2 separate regions of the Mus musculus genome follow, and region 1 is linked to region 2. A link is a contact called in public promoter capture Hi-C data. All regions are on one chromosome and are shown on one strand. Each heading gives the region's core, a stretch centred on a gene start, on an enhancer-like site or on the middle of the called end of the contact. The rest is flanking DNA. Distances are from core to core; before and after follow the strand shown.

Region 1 (5,981 bases), core at 1,175-3,674, 1.7 Mb after region 2:
GTAACCTGCAGCAGTATTAATGCAAACCTAAGCTTGTCTTAACACAGCAGATGTGAGTGACTACAGGCTCAGCAAATGTGAAACAGACAAACCAGACTCTGGGAAAGTGATGCGCTGTGTGCATCACTCCAGCCCAGCACAGCTTAGCCCAGCATCCTGCTGGGCTCAGCAAACACTGTCCCAGGAAAGATGGTCTTTCCTGCTGCAGGCTGGCACAGGGACACTAAATGACAAATTGCTGAAAGACGGTCACTCTGGTCAGGATTTTGAAGATTACCAACACTGCAGTGGGAGTCACCCCAGACAACATGCAACTGTCCCACTTCTTTTCGTTCTACCATTTTTGAAGCTCAGGGTGACTGTGCTACTTGATCTGGCCAGCCAAGCCCAGTTGAAGTGGCATGTTTTATGGATTGTGCTGTGTGACTTTTCCTGGAGAGATATGATAGACCAAAGAAAAAATTCCACCCAAGACTAGCTTGGTGAACCGATGAGTTTACTCAGATTACCACCACGCATAAGGGTGAGGGGTTAGTTAGAGGTGCATGGACAACTCACACAGCTGCATTAATAAAAGGTCCAGCTTTGTCTGGCTCTTGAAAACTCAACCCTGCTGCTCCCTGCCCAACTTTCAGGGAGCCCCACAGGAAGAGCCTCTTCTCCCCAGCTCTTGTTCACTGCCTTGAAAACCTTGTGAACTAGGAAGACCCTTGACTGTGCCAAGCCCTCTAGCCCCGGTGGGCTTACCTCAGGATAGGGTTCCAGCAGCTCATAGTTGTGGGAAGTCACATACGCCATTACAAGATGGCGCTGGCCACCGCTGGCCACCGCCCGTAAGTTCAGGTAAACAACCATTGTGCGCATGTGCATAAGGGTTTCTCACCAAATCAAAGCCCATCCCGGGGAATGTAAATGAGGCACTGAAAGCACAACCAATCAGGTATAGACACGCCACTCCTAGGCCTATATAAGCAGCGCCAGTTTTGGGGCTGGGGTCTTTTGGCTTCGCTATCAAGCTCTTCCAATAAACCTGTGCAGAAGAATCCTGTTGTGGTGTCTTCCTTGCTGGCGAATCGGGCGTCCACAATAGTCACAAAGCTTTTACTGAGTCAGTGCCTCTAGATTCTTGTCTCATGAACTTAGAGAATGAAGTTCATAGATGACAAGGAGGGTGAGTTTCTTTAAAGATATTTATTTTTCCTGAATGTATGTATGGGTATAACACACTTGCCTGGTGCCTGAGGGGGCCAGAAGAAGGTGTTGAATCTCCAGAAACTGAAGCTACAGACTGTTGTGAGCACTGTCTCTCTTCCATGTTAGCATGTCTATCAGTGGTGGTTCCTTGTTGTGGTCTTATTTAGGCAGCCATATTATTATGGAAGTTTTTCTGTCATTTCCAGAAAACATAATCTCACAACAGATTGTCTGGTCCTCCCATGTAACTTGCTTGGCCTTTTGGGACATGAGCTTTCTAGCTTTGTCTTTATCTTTCTTATTTTGGAAACATCCAGCCATCCCTCTTCTCTTTAGGACAGAGTCTTTTTAAAAAATCTTTACAAACATCCTGTGTATCCGTCTGTCTCTCTTTCCCTCCCTCCCTCCCTCCCTCTCTCTCTCTCTCTCCCCACGTTTTGGCAATATGTATGTCTGTGCACCACATGTGCCCATGGAGGCCAGCAGAGGGTGCTGTATGCATCCCCTGTGTTCAGAGTTGAGAGGATTGTGAGCAGCCAGCAGGGTGCTGGGAATCTAGATCAGGAAGGACCAAGATTTAACATACAGAGACCTTTCTTTACCAAAAATACCTTCATGTTTGCATCCTTTAAAATATTTTTTCTACCTACTAATTCCTTTTTTTTTAATAACATGAAGCACAGTAACAAATTTACAGACATATTTGGAGATTCACTATTGAATCCAGTGATGTTAGGATGGACACAGAGCATCTGTTTTTTTTAGAACCTTTATAGATTTGAAGGTTACACCTCTGATAGCTTTAAATTTTATAAGGTTATGGTTGCAAACATTCAGCATCTATGAACAAAGAGGATCACACACAGCAGGTGTATCTGCCTTTACCTGTACCTAAAACCTGAAATCCTCCCTGTCTATACTTGGGAATGACAAGCTGTTTAAAAACCTGTACCCATAATCCGGGATGGCTGGAACTTTGTTGGGCTCAGAGCTCAACGAAGTAAGCGCTCAATAAATACCTAAGGATTTGTTCCTCCGGTGGTGAGCTCCTCCATCCACCACTGCCTCAGTAGGAAGAGTGCTCCAGTCTGGCTTTCACAGGCGGCTGTAACCTGGGACTGGATGTCCCAGGGCGATCAGCACCCACGTCGCGCTCACCTTCTCTGGGCGCATGTCCCTTTAAGGGCGGCGGGGCTGCGCGCCGGCCTCGCTCTGGGCCGGAGCCTGCGCGTCCGTGTCCGCGGTGGAGGCTGCGTCTGCCGCGGGCCCCGGGCGAGGAGCGGGGCGATGCATAGGCTGCGCGGCTGCTGTGCGCGTCCCCGCGGTGCCCCGCTACGGGCCGAGCGGAGCCGGGCGAGCAGCCGCGCCCTGCGGGTGCTGGTGGACATGGACGGCGTGCTGGCGGACTTTGAGGGCGGCTTCCTCCGGAAGTTCCGCGCGCGTTTCCCCGACCTGCCCTTCGTGGCGCTGGAGGACCGGCGCGGCTTCTGGGTGTCGGAGCAGTACGGACGGCTACAGCCTGGGCTAAGCGTGAGCACCAGCCGGCCCCGCAGCCGTGCCCCGCGGGGAGGGGAAACTGAGGCCGCAGCTGTCCAGCCCCAAGCCAGCTCGACTCCTCCAATGACCTTTGGCGGGTTCTTTGGTACCACACGGATCCTGGGAGGACTAGGGCTACAGGGCTAGAGGGACCAACCATTCAGCTGTTGCTGGGTTTCCAGCTATCTCCTTAATCCCCCTTCCCAGCTGGACTCCCTTTTCCCCTCTCTTCCTCTCTCCTGCCGCTGCCCTTCAGTATCCACTTCTTCTAAATATTGGAGATTGAACCCAGACCTCTGTAGACTAGACAGGCTCCCAACCACTGACCTACATCTCCCATCCTCTTACTTTGTACTTTGTCCTTCATTCTCACTAGCTTCCCTAGGCTGCCCTTGAACTAATTCACTGTGTAGCCTAGGGAGGCCTAAATTTTTGATCCTCCTGTTTTATAGTCTCTCAAGAAGCTGAGACTGCAAGCCATGCTGGGCTTGAATTTTAAATTCTTGGTGTGTTTGGCCTCAGATAATTGGTTACATTAAAAACAAACAAAAACAAAAAACAAAACCGAGCATTCTCAGTCTCTTACCCAGACATGGCTATCCCTCCCAATGAAATTGACAGGAGTGTCTTTGCCATCCTCTTTTACCCCATGGAAGCATAACTTTGAGTGATACTGTATGCTAGAGAATGTGACTTGCAGAGTGTCACATGGGGAGTCGGACTGGGAAGAGTGAAACTTCCCTCTTGACCAGTGTAAGGTTTTTGGTAAGACCTTGGGCACCACTCCCCCAACCTTCCCATCCCTCATGGCTAGACAGAGATCCAGGCTTTTTGGTAAAGTGTAATTTGGAGACTTAAACTATTCTATGAAAGGAATAGGGGGATTTGCTCAGCATAAACTTAGAAACTCCAGCGTTTCTCACTTGGTTGTCTAGGGGCTATAGTGCTTGATGGTCAGAGGAGTGTTTTTTGTTTTTGTTTTTTAACTTATCAGGTTTGTAACATCTCGTTCTTCACAGTCTTCCAGGACTGAAGGCAGTGAGGTCATGAAGAAAAAGACACACAGAGAGCTGGGCTCTTTTCTGGAGAAACCACAGCACTCTTGGAAGCCCAGGGTGTTTGTAGGGATCAACAGAAAGGCGGGTGTATACGGATGGGCAGGGATGGGGACAGAGGTGTAACGAAACAGGGGAGGCAGTCTGCAGGGGGGAAACATTCAAGGGGGAAAGCTAGAGTGGCCATTCTCTGCATATACTGTCAAATTCTATACTTGGACCAGAGGAAGGCTTCTTCATGCCAGGGGATGGGGGTGGGGCTTTGCCCTTCCTTCATGGGTCTGAGGTTCTGGGGTGCTGACACAGCTCTGCCTATGTCAGTGACAGCACATTGCCTCAGGACTTCACTCAGCACTCTCTCCATTCCCTTATCTTGCTGTGGGAAGATGCTCCTGTTTCCTCCTTGCACACAAGGAGACCTGCCATCCTGCCATCATCACATCACGGGGTAGTAAGGAGCGCAGATGGGATTCAAGCCCCAGCAACACGTCTGCCTGCTCCACACAATTCTCTCCAACCACCCTACTGCCCTGTTCTCTGTTCTGCTTTCTCTTTTGATTTCAATACAGTACGGGGGTGGGTGGTAATACAGCTCAATGGTAGAGGATTGTCTAGCTAGTACAAGACTCTAGGGTTCTGTCCTAGCACTGCAGCTCTGCACCCCCAGCTCCCAGGCCCCTACATGATAAAGAAGGTACCTCCACAGTAATTTGGTTTACTGAGGGACAGGTATTTAAAGGGGACATGGGGTATCATTTCTGTTCATTCACAGATGGTACTGCTGCAAGCATCTCCACAGAGCCCAGATAGCTGATCTCTCCCGTGCTGAGACCTATGAAAGCTTTAAACCTAAGGAAATGCTCTGTCACCTCAGCAATCAACTGCTGCACTGCATAGGGTTCACTTACAGATGGCTGACCAACATTTGAATTTGGGGGACATAGTTTCCTTGTAGGAATATATTAAATTTAGTTTTATGTGTGTGGGTGTTTTGCTTTTATATACACATGTGCATTGTGTACAGTCCTGGTGTACAAAAGGTCAGAAAAAGGTATCCAAAGCCTTAGAACTGGAGTTACCATGTAGGTGCTAGGACTGAACCCAGGTCCTCTGCAAGAGCAACAAGTACTCTTAACCTCTGAGCCGTCTCTCCAGCCCCGGGAATATACTAATGGGATAAAATGAAATCTACCCAGACTCTGCAAGCTGACTTGTTTCAAACCGTACCATAGAGAGGAGGAGGAAAAGGAGGAAGAAGAGATAGAGATGGAGGAAGAGAAGGGAAAGGAGAATACAATGAAGGTTTAGGGGTTTAGCTTACCAGTAGTGTTTGCCTAGGATGCGTGAGGCCCTGGGTTTTCTTAGTACCATAAAACAACAAAGAAAGTAGCAGTGGCTCAGTAGCCCCTTGTATAGATATTCCAGGCCCAAAAGGACTAATTCCTGACTTCCAACTGCAAAATGAGAAAGTGTGTGGCAGGAAGGGCTGCAGGGACGGGAGAAACCTACTGGTTTCCGCTCATTCCTTTCCCAAGCCTCAGCTCACTGAAGAACATCCAGAGCCTCCCCGTAGCCTGGTTGTCTAAATATCTGTGGTTATACCAAACAGTCTAGGTATAGTAGATGTGGCCACTTTCAAATTTGTATTCTTGCCCCTTGGTATTGAGGCTTCCTGGACCCTAAGGATACCAAAATCTACAGATGCTCAAAACTATGTCATGTAAAGCAGTATGGTGTTTGTGTATGATCTATGTGATTGTATGCAGCTCGGCCTTCTCTAGGTGGCTTACACTGTGGAGGGCAGTGTAAATACTGTGGAGATGGTTTGGGATATTGAAGAGAAGGAGAAATGACACAGAAAAGGCCTGTGTAAATGTTCAGTTCAGACAGTAATTCTCACTCACTATTTTCTGTGATTGTTTGAATCCGTGGATGGTGACTCCATGGCTCCTGAGGGCCAGTTGTACCTTTGTCTTCATTCCCTGTGGCCGCCACAATACCCTTGGAGGGAAACGGGCAAAGGCAGCAAGAAAAGCTCGTCTCAGCTGACTTAGAATCCTCAGTTGTTAGGACAGGGACTGAGCCCAGAGAGGGGGATTTCCTCTGCCAGTGCTTCGCAGCGACAGGAGGACGGAGAGCTGGGAAGCTGACTCTGTAGGCTTGGTGTTGGGAGGGATGGGTGGGTCTTGTCTTCAT
Region 2 (6,583 bases), core at 2,339-4,838:
AGGGAGAACAGCCCCCACCCCAGGGGGCGTACTAGGGGCCGGCAGGGCCTTGGCCAAGCAGGAAGGCCAGGAGCACCCTAAACGCCGGGTCTAGGCTGGGTCAGTCCCTCCAAGCGAGAGAGGCCACGTGCGCGCGCCGCCGGACCCGGCGACTTACAGAACTCCCCCAAGAGGACGGCAGGAAGGACTGCGCCGACCCGTGAGGGGCTCACCTCGAAACGGGGGCGCCCCTGGGCTCGCGCCCGCACCCGGACCCACGCGGACGAGGAAGACGGAGGTCCGCGCAGCGAAGCCAAAGATGCCTCCGGGCGCCGCGTCGCTGCAGCGTGAGCAGTACCAGTTGGGGGACGGCGGCAGCGTCCGCGGCTCCGGCTTCATCTCCGCGGCCGCCCAAGCTCAGCAGAGGAGCTCTGGGACGGTGGTTCGCAACCGCGGCGTGGAGCGGGAGGGGGCGGGATCGATTTAAACCCCGCCCCTGGAGGCGGGCGCTACGGAGCGCGTTGAGGCCCAACCCGCGCCTCTCGCTCCCGTGCGCCGCCTGGAACTAAATTCCAGGTCCTGAGGTTACATATTTTCCTTAATTAAGGATTTAGACCTGTGGAACCCGCCAACCAGCCACTGAGCACACACGCACACGCACACGCACACGCACACACACACACACACACACACGCTAAATAAATAATAAAGGCCAACACACACACACATACACACACACACACACACACACACACACACACACACGCGCTAAATAAATAATAAAGGCCAACATGATGTGAAATACCCTGTTTCTACCAACCTCAAGGTTGACTAAGAGATGAGCTAATGCGTTTGTGTGCATTTACCGCCATATATACCTGTATTTAACTAAAGCTCCTTATTTTGTCCAATCCAGCAAGGCAAGTATTATTAAGCGAGAAACATCTGGGACAGATTGGACAAGGCAGTTCAGTATCCCAATTAAGTTTTTTTTTTTTTGGGGGGGGGGGGTTCGAGACAGGGTTTCTCTGTATAGCCCTGGCTATCCTGGAACTCACTCTGTAGACCAGGCTGGCCTCGAACTCAGAAATCCGCCTGCCTTTGCCTCCCGAGTGCTGGGATTAAAGGCGTGCGCCACCATGCCTGGCAAGTTTTTGTTTGTTTGTTTGTTTGTTTGTTTTTAAATGCTACATAGCGGCGTACTTTTCCAGTTTTTGGGAGGTGTTTTAAAGACAGATGCAAGAGTGTATTTAGCTGAAATACTAAAAGAATGAATCTGAGCTCTGGCTCAGCACTCAGGCAGGAGGATTGCCATGTGCTCCAGGCTAGGCAGCCTGGGCTATAGTATGAGAGCCTGTCAAAATAAATGAAATGAGTCAGGAATCAGAAAGGACAGGAAGAGACTCTGTAGTTGGGTGGGAATTCTGATTCCTGATACTGGGGTATTCAAAGATTAAAGAGCAGAGGTTTGACATCCCGCCTCCTGCTTAATGGAGTGCCTATGCTGTGAGAACTAGTTAGTGGTGTGGAGGGAAAAAAGAATTGAACTCTGCTTACAACTCAAACCCAAGCAACTTGTTCAGATTCGACTGTACTTCTGTACTGCTGTTAGCCCTTCCTGAATGTGGCATATGGAAACTTGCAATGGCTATCATTAATAGAGAGCCCTTACCTATGCTAGCATAGCCTAAGGGCACTAAATTCAGGGTTACCAGACTCCACATTGATCACTAGTTTTGCCAGGAGCACACAAACGCATTAGCTCGTCTCTTAGTCTTTATTATTTATTTAGTGTGTGTGTGTGTGCTCATATTTCACAATGTGTGTGTATGGAGGTCAGAGGTCAAGGAGTTGGTGCTCTCTTTCCATGATATGGGGCCTAGAGACTGACTGACTTCAGCTTGTCAGCTGGACCATCTCGATAACACCCCATCCCGTTGGCTTTTTTTTTTTTTTTTTTTTTTTTTTAGACAGGATCTCACTATATAGCTCTGACTAGCCTGGCACTTGCTCTGTAGACCAGACTGTGTTGAATTCACAGAGATCTACCTGCTTCTGCCTTCCTGAGTGCTAGGATTAAAGGTGTGGGCCACCATGCCAGGCAATTTGGTTTCTGAAAGAGTTTTCTCAGTAATGTTCACAAATTTGTGTTAGAGTGATCTTTCCTTCCTCTTTCTTCTTTTCCTTTGAGATAGAGTCTCACTGTGTAGTTCTGATTGGCCTGGAATTTGCAGCCCAGGGCGACAAACTGGTGGAGATCTTCCTGCTTCAGCCTCTCATACGCTGGGATTACATCATGTGGTGCTACGCCAGGCTCCTTTTCTCTGAGACAGAGCCCGGCTTGTGTAACATGGTGGTTCTTTAACACCAGTCTCCCACATGCTGATGTTACAGTCATTTTTAACAAGAACCCTGAGGCCCACTGAAGACAGAGTTTGATGAACCAGCCTGCCTCCATTTTAGGCTTAAAAGGTATCTTTTTTTTTTTTAAAGATTTATTTATTTATTATATGTAAGTACACTGTAGCTGTCTTCAGACACACCAGAAGAGGGAGTCAGATCTCATCATGGGTGGTTGTAAGCCACCATGTGGTTGCTGGGATTTGAACTTCGAACCTTCAGAAGAGCAGTCGGGTGCTCTTACCCACTGAGCCATCTCACCAGCCCAAAAGGTATCTTATAGTAGAGGCAAACTAGATTCATTCCTGTTTATGATTAAACCTCCATTTCTCACTGATTGGGCTATGCCACACCTGTAATCTTAACTATACATGGTTCTGTGGGTTCCAGAAAATGGCAACTGTGTCTTTGTTTCAAAACCATCTTGTTAATCCTACCTTTGTTTCAAAAGGTTTTTATGGCCGGTCATGGTGGCCCACACCTTTAATCCCAGCACTCGGGAGGCAGAGGCAGGCGGATTTCTGAGTTCAAGGCTAGCCTGGTCTACAGAATGAGTTCCAGGACAGCCAGGGCTATACAGAGAAACCCTGTCTCAAAAAACCAAAAAAAAAAAAAAAAAAAAAAGGTTTTTATGACTACCTTCTTAGGACCACCTTGTGATCATAACTTTCTTTCAGGAGGTGGTTATGACCAATTTGCTAGTCTGTTTCTGTTTATGGGACTAACTTATTAGTCAGCTCCTGTTCTAGTTCTGCTCCTGTAACCTCCACCTAGCAAATCCATTTGGAAACACCCAACCCCTGAGCTATAGAAACCTTGTCTTCCTCATATCCGATGCTGCCTTCTCAAACGTTGCTTTAGGGGGAAGCAGTTCCTGTATGCAAATAAAAAAAGCTTGCTTTAATTAATTGCTTGCTTTAATTAACTTGGCCATTATGATTTGGATCAGTGGTCTTTCTTGTATCTTTGGCCTTAAATATTTAGGATTAAAAGGTTCTCCTGCCCTTTTCAGGCTGTTATGAGGTGAGGTCACAGTTTTTCTGATTTTCAGTCTTTATGAGGTCATTCACTCCAAAGAAAGACTGCTCTGACCAGACTTTTCACAAGGACGACGCATTCCTGGTCTCCATGACAACGCACTCTGACTTTTCCGGTCCCGGAAGCCGGCCTCGGACTGCGCATGCGTATAGTCAGCCGGCGTTTGATCCCGGAGGCTTCCGTAGGGCTCAGCATGGCGGCCGCACTACTGCGAGAGTTGGGTAAGGCTTGAGTCTTTCTTAGAATTTGGGAAGGAGGAGATAAAGAGAATCGAAGTTGACAGCTCGTATTCACGTTGCAGGTGCACTGAGGGTACCTAACCTGAGGATCTGGGCAACGCAGACGCTGCGGTAAGAGTCCTGCCACGAAGATCTTGCAGGCTGCGCCTGATCTGCATCGATCACAGTGCACTTGTGTGCCAGGCAGTACTTTCGGCCTCAGGTGGAGGGCGGCCCGACCCAGAACCCCATAGAGACTGTTGCCTCCGGGGGCTCCTCTCGGTGTTTTCTGACCAGCCTCTCCCTATTCCGTAGGCACGATTCGAATCTTCGACTTTGTGTGCTATACCAACAAACATTCCTGGTTATTTCTTTATTCACTTGCCGTGGGCAAGGACTGTTTGGAGACTCGAGGCTTGCCTGACATTGTACATTCGTTCGCTGTTGTTTCTCAGCAACTGGAGTTTGAGCCTTTTGCTCTGCAGAACATTCTGGAGCCTCTCGAGAAAGCCTTTTGTTTGTTTGTTTGAGTCTCGCCATAAGTCAGTCTGGCTTCTGCTTACCAGTCAGAGGCTGGGATCCTAGGCCATGCACTGTCCTGCTAGGACACAAGCGTCCCTATGCAGTTGAGTTAGCACTGGCATGGATCCGTAGGGTACATCCGAAGTTTCGATTACATATATAGTACTTGCAAATGAATTGCTTCTTTGGAGCAATATTTTGACATAATATAATTATAGTTGTTTGATTCCGTTTAAAACCCATTTCAGTCCTGAGTATTCATAAAACCTGTAAGTATTCATGAAACTTTGTCACTGTTAATTCATGGCATACTTAATTTACCAGACACCATATTGATTGCCAAATCTGTATTGAGGTTTTGAGAAATGCAAGGCAGTTTCTAAGGGATGGCAGACAGTAGGTACCTCACGCTCACAAAATCTTGTTTAATAGTTTATCCTAATGGCTTCTTTGAAAGATTGAAGTCAGAGTTGAGCAGCTTATGGTTCTGTCACCCTGCTGTGAGTGATGATATAAAATGATGTTAGAGGCCTTAGAGACATTGCCTCTTTCCTCTTTCTTACATACATGAAAACCAAGGCCCAGTGAAGTGACAGTGTGCCGCTGGCTTTAACTATGTAAAATGTAAACACCAGTGATTCAAACTGGAGAAGAAAGTTTGAAGGCCTAGAGATTGCAGGTGTATCTGGATGGGAGACGAGCCAGCTCTGTAGTGTCTGGATAAGGGTGGTGGTGACGTGGCTCCCAGAACGGCAGAGAGGTCCAAGTTTCTGTTGTCTTATGGGCTTCCTTCCTTTCAGGGTTTTACCCCCGTCGTGCATCCACACGAGTGCTTCTCTTGACATTTCTCGCAAATGGGAGAAGAAGAATAAGATTGTTTACCCACCTCAACTGCCTGGCGAACCTCGGAGACCAGCGGTAAGTTTGTAGGGAGAAGTAATCCCCTAGTTTTTAAATCTATTTTTAATTTCTTTTGAGTCGGGTCTTATGCTGGTTTTGAATTCAGCACTTAGCCCAAGCTGGTTTTGAACTCACAAAACCCTGCCTGCCTCTGCCTCCCAAGTGCTGGGATTGACGGTATGCACCACCATGCCCTGCTTGACCAGTACTTGTGTTCTTATGTGCCAAGCAGTGAGGTTTTCCTCCGGGTTAAAGGGGCTTTGTGAAGTAATTTACATGTTCTAATTAACTGACCTAACTGTACCAGATTGCCTTTACCTCCTAAACTGACCTAAGGGTTTGAGATGTTGATTTTGACTACGTGAGGCTTGTTGGTAGTGTCGTCATCGTCGTCCTCATCATCGTCATCATCGTCCTCTTCCTCATCATCATCATCATCGGGCTTTTTTGAGACAGAATCCATGTATCCCTGGTTGTTCTCACTCTATGGACCAGGCTGCCCCCAAAGTCACAGAGACTTGCCTGCCTCTGCATCCAGAGTGCTGGGATTAAAGTTGTGTGCCAGCATACCCACCACGCCCACCACGCCCAGCACACCCACCACGCCCACCACGCCCAGCACACCCAGCTGATGGAAGCATAATGAGTTGGAAAATGTTGCTTTAACCACTGTGTGTTTGAATTTAGGTACACTTACAGTTTTGTTTCTTTCTATAATGTACAAACCTTTAAACTTCAGGTTTGGATTGAATCATTGGATACCTACCAAAGATGTATCTTCTTATTAGCTGCTCAGCGATAAAATTATTGTGTTGCGTACTTCAGACTGTCAGAGATTATTCTAGTGACATGTAAAGCAAAGTCCAGCTTTAAGTGAATTTGTGGAGGCATGCAACTGCTATAAGGTTCGGGAATTACACGTGAGCACTAGTACATGCTGTGTATGCAGTGCCATGGCTCAAAGCCAGAGAAACGTTCTTACAACTGAGTTACAACTTCAACCATCGATTAAAAAAAAAGGCATCCCCGCCGCACTTGGGAGGCAGAGGCAGGTGGATTTCTGAGTTCGAGGCCAGCCTGGTCTACAGAATGAGTTCCAGGACACAGGACAGCCTGGTAGGAGGGCAAATAGTGGGAAGAAGGTGGACTTTTAGAGTCTTTGGAGAACTTTGGGAATGTCTTAGGGTTTCTATGGCTGTGAAGAGACACCATGACCATGACAACTCTTATAAAAGAAAACATTTAATTGGGGCTGGCTTATGGTTTAGAGGTTTAGTCCATTATTGCCATGGTGGGCAGCGTGGTGGCATGTGGGCAGACATGGTGTGGAAGAGGACTCCATCCAGATGAGCAGACAGCAGAGAGAGAAAGAAGCACTGGGCCTGAACTGAGCTTCTGAAGCCTCAAAGGCCACCCGCAATGGCACACTTCCTCCACCAAGGCCACATTCTAACAAGGCCTTATCTCGGCCCAGTCCTTTCAAATAATGCCACTCGCTGTCAGCCATTTTCATTCAGACCACCTCG

What was found. Promoter capture Hi-C pulls out the DNA fragments that hold promoters and counts their contacts.
Region 1: a contact with region 2 is called in a promoter capture Hi-C map of pre-B cells, with 4 times the contacts expected there. The contact joins the promoter of Nt5m here to the promoter of Mrpl22 in region 2.

What each region holds. Positions count from the first base shown.
Region 1 is chr11:59,845,649-59,851,629 of GRCm38.p6, forward strand. Nt5m (5',3'-nucleotidase, mitochondrial) reads left to right here and starts at 2,425. Exons shown (of 5, transcript NM_134029.2): 1 at 2,425-2,724. The coding sequence starts at 2,482. It also overlaps a transcript of Cops3 not described here.
Region 2 is chr11:58,168,076-58,174,658 of GRCm38.p6, forward strand. It overlaps Mrpl22 (mitochondrial ribosomal protein L22), which reads left to right and starts at 3,589. Exons shown (of 7, transcript NM_175001.5): 1 at 3,589-3,638; 2 at 3,719-3,767; 3 at 4,958-5,075. The coding sequence starts at 3,611. It overlaps Gemin5 (gem nuclear organelle associated protein 5), which reads right to left and starts at 464. Exons shown (of 28, transcript NM_172558.3): 1 at 213-464. The coding sequence starts at 378.